2 separate regions of the Arabidopsis thaliana genome follow, and region 1 is linked to region 2. A link is a contact called in public capture Hi-C data. All regions are on one chromosome and are shown on one strand. The core of a region is the stretch at or near the end of the contact, and the rest is flanking DNA. Distances in the headings are between cores, read along the strand shown.

Region 1 (3,893 bases), core at 810-3,309, 160 kb before region 2:
CACGCAGACCAGTTCACAGCAGATCCACCACCTACAGTTGCTCCAGCCAACACCATAAAACTCCCATCAACACTCGGGAGAATCCCTCCATTCTCGTAGAGTTTATCCAAGCCAGGACCTTCGAAAGGACGATGTTCAGAAGGCGTAAAGTAGCTTCCTTTTTCAAGAACAACCACTTTTAAACCAGATTTCGCTAGAACAGAAGCTGCTACGCCTCCTCCTGAACCAGACCCGACGACCACAACATCACATTTTATTCTGATCGCATCATGCTCCGTGTCAAGAACCGCTTCTAGGCCTTTATGAGCAAGTGATTCAAGAAGAGTCTGCTCTGTTTCTTCCATCGTCTCCACTATCCCTTTCTCAAGTGGTCTTTCGTTATGAGTTTCAGAAGGTTTGTTCTCATCGGGGTTAACACGATACCCTATGGCTTCCCATGCCGGGTTTTCGCCATTTGGATTCACCTACACAAAAGAAACGACATATCCATAAATTCTTGAACATTTTCTATAAGTAGCTCTGTTTTTACGACAGAGTTAACATATATAATATAGGCTCTGAATCCGGATTTTGGTTTAGTTCACGATTCTCAAAATTTTGGATCGGTTTATTGTAACCAAATCAGAAAATGATCTAGTTAAATCGCTTGGTACTCATTTAAGATCAAAGTTTTTAATAATGGGATCAAATTGTTTATGTATAGTAAAATAGTAAATTTTAGTTATAAACAAATCTCATATGAATACGTTACGTACGGTTTCAGGTTTAAGATTTTCTAATTTTAGTATATATGAATTTGGATGATTTTTTCCTTAGAGATCATCATTAATTTAGAAAACAATAAAACTGATACGTTTTCTAGTTTTTTTTGGCTCTATTTGTAATCAATTTTTGGATTATATAGAAAGTAAATGAATTTAAACCATGCGATTCTGTTTTCGATTATTTGGATTTGTACTAGACTGTTTTATCCGGACAGAACAACATAATCTATGTGGTTGAGATAAGGTTTGGAGAAAACAGAGAGAATTTGAGACATACCCGGGAGAAGAAACAGAAGAGGAATGCAACTTTGATGTAGACAAAAGCAGCTCTAATTGGAGTCAGAATCCAATTCTTGAATTGTTTCTGAAGTACTCTTTCTCTCTTCTCCAACGAGAGCTCACTAAATTTCTCGACAAAAGGCCATCTTGAGACCAAACACTCGGTTCCACAAATGAGAAGCGTCCCAAGCCGAGTAGCAAGCAAGAACAATATAAGCCTAGTAGCAATATAAGCTTCTATTGTCCCTCGTTTCGTGACCAGCTCAATGCTCTGCATCCATTAACAAATCTTTCACTTTTTACTCAAAACCTTAAGGTCTTTTTAATAACCGCAATTAATTTTAGACCGAAACCTAGACTAATAATATTCACGTTAAAAAAACAAAAAGAGCTAGATATTTTTGTCATTTAAAAGGTCTATAGAAGTCAAAAGAGAACCACAAGGATTTTATTGGAACTCGATCAATACGAATCCTTTTAACTAATCGAACAAATCAAAACAAATCTTCAAATATCACACGTTCTTGATTTGTGTTTTTTTGTTTGAAAGTGTCAAAACTTTAGCATTTTGTTAAAAAAACAGATCATTTGATGAATATAAAGAAAAAGTGTGTGAACCTGGCGAAGGACAGGAGTTTTAGACCCAGAAGTTGAGTAAAATGACCGGAGAGCCTCTTTGTTCCGATGGTTATCACCTTCACCGGAAAGCTCTTCCGGCGGTGGCTGCACTGAAGGCAAGACAGCTTCACAAAAGCTAGCTAAAGATTCCATCTCTGCCACCGTGATGTCCGGGAGACCAAATTTTCCGGCGACTTTGTACTTATCCATCACACAGTTTGCTTTGATATGATTAAAAAACAAAACTGGGAAAGTTCTTAAGATTTCGAAGCACAAACTCTGTTAGTATATATATAGACACAACGTTACAGCTGTCGCGTTACATAAAAATAGACATATAAAACAAAATTGCTAAGAGAACCCCAAAACTTGTTTTTAACTCTTTTTGATGATTACGTATTTTTATCTGTCGTTTTAGATAGTAGATGTATGTATTTTTCTAGTTTATACGACAGTTTGTCGTATTACTAATTATGATGATAATTGACAATTTAAATGTATATGAAAAAGTTGGACCAAAATTGATTTTTCTTTTTTGTTGTTGTAAATGGTGCATATCTACCCACGTTGTTGTTTCTTTCAAATTCTACTTATATGCCGAATTTTATTGGTATCATCTGATGTAGATTGAATATATTTCTTACGTACAATTTAAGATGATGGTTATTTTTTAGGGTCCTCATGTTTAGAGTCTCTAAGATAGTGGTTAAAAACACTTAAAATTGCAAAATATAGGGACTAGTATGTAGTTAGCAGAGACTATTATGGGGAAAGTCTTTTTCAGTTTTCTAGATTACAACATGTGAAAACTACAGGCAACGAAAATCGATTAGTAATTAATAATTAAGTAATGATTGAAGAAACATAACAAAGGCACAAAAGAAGAAAATAGTCAGAAAAGTTCTCATAGTTATGGAAAACAATCACGTGTGATACTCTTTCTTTTTTTTTTTTTTTTTTTGTTTGACAACTGCGATGCTCTAAACACCACAATTTGAAACTTGTGATAGCCAACTTGTGAGTTAATGCACAAGCCCCGTAACGTTTTACACAATCTAGCTTTTCTTATTCGATATACGTGTACTTGATATCTTCTCACAAAAATTTGTAAATATTATATGAAGAAATTAATACACATTAATATGTATATACAACATCTGATCGGTTATCACGTATATATCAAAACATATTATATCTTTGGAGAGGTCATGCTTGGACCATTAGACAAAGTCTTATTTGGTTTACGAGTTTTTTAGTTTGTTAATTATAATGTAAAGTATATGAAGTTGTAAAATTTACTCTAAAACAAATCTAGGGACTCGTCAATTAGGTGAAATTCATGGGATCGTCAATTAATATTTACTCAAATTAGTCATAAATGTTGCTTAGCTGCAACGAAATTGATTACAAACTTTTTTGCAGTGATTTTTTAGGTGCTTCACTGGTTAGCAACCATGTGCTAGTGATCATCCATAAAAATTATCTCATTTACTCATCCAGTATTTCATGAATTCTCAAAAATACTAATTATTGATTGTTGACCAAAAAAAACCCATATATTGATTACAAACCAAACGATCCCAGGCCGTTTTGAATTTGCTAGAAAAATAAATACATATATACACTATATGCTTAAAATTTCAATGGACAATGCGTTGCCTCATTTAAGATTCGAAGAAACTAGCATTATCAAGGAAAATGTTGAGTGACTTCCAGATAATTTGTTAAATTTAGTTGACATCGATTAGACAAAGAATCGATAAATTACGTATTGATTCAAATTTCATATTATAGACATCCACAAAAAAATAATATAATTAGTCTGGCCCTACTTTTGATTTTGCAACAAATTTGTGGGAATCAGTGGAGCCAATCAGTTGCCTCCACGTCATCGTTTGCACGCCATGTTAGCCAAAATGTGGTCATGCATCCCATCTAACAAGTCAGGTGTAATCGAAGCATCCGAGATCTCGTCAGACAAAAAAAACTCTAAAACGATAACTAGTTTTTAGTGTAATCTAAGTTAAAGTATGATTATTTACTAATATATATTCTGATCCCAAAGGTTTGGTTAGAAAATTTCCTCAGCATGGGTTATCGGTACATATATAATTGCTTGGTGATAATGATATGTTTCAGCTTAACCAAATAAAAAATGCAAAATAATAAATAAATTTTACCGTGGTGGATGAGCTAATTAGAGTGTACGAGGTACATATATAGTGCGTTGTT
Region 2 (4,123 bases), core at 373-2,872:
CATGTGTTTGTCTTTGTGATTTTTTTTCTTTTGCTTTGTAATTTTATGTTTGTAATATTTTCTCACCATTTGGTAATAAAATATGGTTCGTGTGATGGTCTATGTTTCTTAGTTATCACAATTTGGGGCTTGAAGCTTTCTAACAATCAATCATGCCATCTCTAAGTTATTGCATTTACTTTCAGAAGTAATACAAATTGTAAATTATTTTTTTAAACCAAAGAAGGTTTGACAAACAATTTTCCTAGCTATGAGTTTGACAAAACTTGGAATGGAAACTCTGACCTGAAAATCTCACGGCAGGGCAATCTCTTAGCTTCGTGCAGCTCTCTTCCCGCCACGGGCTTTGCTGCTTGTTGCCTTTTTTGAGGCTTCTTCCTCGCTCTTCTCATCATCACTTCTTCCACTCTCAAAGCTTTCAGCTTTGTCTGTCGACTCTTCCTCCTCAACTACTCTCACTGAATCTTCTTTGTCCCTTAGTGCTCTCAGTTTTGCCTTCTTTGCATTTAAAACAGAAAGAAACTGCATTGACAAAAAAAAGAAGTAACTAACAGATCATAAAAACCAATGACTCTAGTTTAAGCAAGAACAAACCACGATGTGGATATTAAGCAGAGTAACCAAGGTGATCGAATAATTCATACCTTTGCATAAGTTGCACTCTCAAACTCTGTTTTTTCGTCACAGAGTTTTTCACCTTGCGCTAGACATCTCTCAGCTTCACTTCTCATCTTCTCAAAAGATCTCGTCTTGTTCACCACTTCTTCCTGTGTAAACACTAAAGTATTGAGAGATTGACACATATCTTCCAAACACAAATCAAATTGCCATTTCTAACAAAGCATAGATCAAAGAACTTAAGCTCTAATTCATCATCATTCTCAAACATCACAACAAATCCTCACAATTCAGAACGTACAGTATAAGAGTCATACACTTAGCCTTATGTTAGCCTCCATAAGAAAATCCAAGATCCCAACAGTGATCTTCTTGCTATCATCTGATGGTTTACATTTCCACCTCCACTCAAGTTTAGTCCCTTCCTTCTCAAACGTCCAAGAGAGCTTTAACCAAAACACAATCAAAGACAACAACAACATCCAAAAATCTCAGGCTTACTTCAAAACACTAACGAATGATCCAATAAGAAGATCACTGACCCGTTTAGATCCCTCTAGAGCATCGGAGAAACTATAGACCGAATTAGGTTGTTGAAACCCTAAGTATTGCTCGGCGAGCTTTAAATACTCTGACACAGGCTGGTCCCATTGTGCTGCTCTCTCCGCCACTTCCTCCTCCGTCGCTTCAATTTCGAGCAAAACCAAAATAAAAATCAGATTCGAAAAACGCTAGAGGCTAAGTGATAGTGTGAATTTAGGGTTTTTTTGTTTACCATTGCAAATCCAAGAGGAGGAACCATCGGTGACGGAGATATCGAAACGAGAATTATGCCAAGTGCCTTTGACGAAAATTGGATCGGCGCCGGAGATTTCGAGACGGAGACAAGTGTGTTTCGTTTTCTCCGATTCAACCATTGTTTCGATAAAAGTCGTCGACGAAGATTTTGAGTCAACTCCGATCATAATAATGTCTATAATTTGTTTTGGTTTTGCTTACGTGGATGCTGAGTCAGCTTCGGTATTGTTTTTTTTAAAATATATTTAGTGATTTTACTTAAAAGAAGTTGTTAAAAAAAAAAAACTCCCATTACATATAGACAATTTAAGTAATTATTAATTTTTTTTTATTTTTTTATCACAAGTAATTAAAAATTAACAAATTACTGTTTTCATTCAGTAAATTAATTAGTAATTATTACTTTGAAGCTCATCAAAAGATTGAAGAATATCTAAATTAGTTTGGCAAATCTTTGTATTTTGTATCCTAACCGAAGCTTATCTTTAATAAATAAAAAATCCGTTAAATGTTGTTACTTACATTTCTTTTTAATTTTTTTAATCATACTTTTTTCTAATAATATACATATAATAATAAAAATGCCTTTTAAAAGAAAAAATTATATTATGTGTTTTCCTTTTTAGTATATTGAACTCAATAAGAAAGTAACTCCACCACTATTGTTGGATGATAAACGATGTTAATATGGCATGGCACAATCGTATGATAAGAGTTCATGCAACTGTGAATGAGACGAAATGCAGTTATACGGATTTGAAATTTTTTCTAAAGTTTATTCAGGTCGCGCCTTAGTGGATTTTATACAATGACGTGATTTTTTTTATGTATAATGTAAAATTAAAATAAGTAAAACTTCTATAAATTAACAGTCGCTCATCAATAACTAGAGTCTTGTTTCTTAAAGACGATGACGACCTATTAAGTTATCTTAATGAGAATGTGGACGATATTGAGCCCGAGTGGTTTATTCTTGACATTTCCACCATTCGTAGTGCTATGATTGGAGCAGCGGGTTGGCCTTCGTCCATCCCCAACTACAATCCCAAACATATCATTGAGAATTTGGGGTGTAGATTGTTAGGACTTCAATTAAAGCAGCTACATCATTAATACATAATTTGAACGGATCAATTGAGGAGAAAGCTGAAGGATGTGGTTACACAATTTCTAGAGTTTTCACACAGGATGAGGATACAATTCATATAACTAAACTCTGCAAAACAATACAAAAAAAATTGATGTAGTAAAATAATATAATTGAACTCTGCGTAAAAAACCAAACAATACTAAAATCATATTTTACTAAATTTTCTTACATATATTGATATTAATAAGTTTATACAATTCTTAGTTTATGATACTAATGAAACCATATATTTCTATAGGATTTTTGAATAAATTATTACTTTATTTATTTTATCAAATAATGTTAAATATTATATTCACTTGACTAGAAACCAAATTTTTTTATTAATTTATAGTGATTACTAATTTATCGAATATTAATCAATAGATGTTTTTTGTACAATTTATTCACATGTTAAATTTAAAATTACAATTGTGCTCACTTCATTTCTTTACTTAGTCTACATTATCTGGATATCGTATAATTATTAAATCGTGTTCATCATCACTGTAAATATACTATTTTAGATTTAACTTTAGTGAAATATGCATATAAACATTAACATGTTTTAAGTTGATTTTCATATTTAAATTTATCTTATTGTAATGTTGATTTTTTTTTTGGCAAATTGACAAATTTATTTTGATTGTTCGAGCATAAGAAAATAACTGGTTACTATTATAAGGTACATGTTAAACTATTAATGATGTCACAGAATCTTAATTAACAAATGTATTTGTCGCTAAAGACTTCAGACTTCTAGTTGTCTTTTTGGTTTGTAAAATATTTTGAAAGAAAATCATGTTTCCAAAAATAATTTGATACAAAATCAGGTTTCATTTGTGCTCGGAAATTTTGTAAAAAGATTCGTTGTTGTGATCATTTTTAATACACGGATGAAAGAAATATCAATTAAACAAAAACAAATATTAGAAAACGTCAAACCCTATTTGTTAATTCACTTTAGCTAACTACGACGTCTATATACATCTCCCAAAATATAAAATATTATTATATATTTGTGAAATTAATTATTGTTTTTCTGTAACCATTTTTGGAGAATTATTATTGTTTGGCTATACTCTTATAGACAAATGGGACCGACCCACTTATTCGTTGGATAGTCTTTCTTTTACTCCACTCAGCGCATAACCTCTATCACACACAGCTCAATCATCCCACGTCTTCTTTTCTAAATCCCCTATTTTACCCTTGAACCTATCACCGATTCGATTTCGACTCTTACTTACAACAAGGGCATATCAGGTATAATTTAACATAATGAGAGATGCTTATCTTAAAAATTAAATATCAAACCAGGGTGGTGCAATGTGTTTTTCAATAAGAGTTTAGGTGTGGGATAATCAAAATCAATGAGCAATTAATAAGATTGGATGCTATGCCAATAAGGATGTCATGTCTTTTCTATAATCACTTTATTTTTATTTTATTTTCTCTTATTTTTTTAGTTTATTTATTGATTCCTTGCTAAAAAGTCCACAAAATCACGTTTCTAAACCAATAAAAATCATTTATGTTGAAATGTTTTTAGTTTATTGGTTGGTTAAATGATGATTG

The links. Capture Hi-C pulls out chosen DNA fragments and counts their contacts.
Region 1: a contact with region 2 is called in a capture Hi-C map of root, with 2.9 times the contacts expected there. A contact is called at or near these places in 1 of 26 Hi-C or Micro-C datasets (seed embryo) and 2 of 3 other capture datasets (root and seedling).

Annotation. Positions count from the first base shown.
Region 1 is chr3:8,380,838-8,384,730 of TAIR10.1, reverse strand. FAO3 (fatty alcohol oxidase 3) reads right to left here and starts at 2,059. Exons shown (of 3, transcript NM_113244.3): 1 at 1,662-2,059; 2 at 1,042-1,314; 3 at 1-464. The coding sequence starts at 1,871.
Region 2 is chr3:8,218,181-8,222,303 of TAIR10.1, reverse strand. XRCC4 (DNA ligase IV-binding protein) reads right to left here and starts at 1,622. Exons shown (of 6, transcript NM_001161167.1): 1 at 1,394-1,622; 2 at 1,161-1,303; 3 at 936-1,064; 4 at 645-767; 5 at 286-522. The coding sequence starts at 1,583. The coding sequence ends at 313.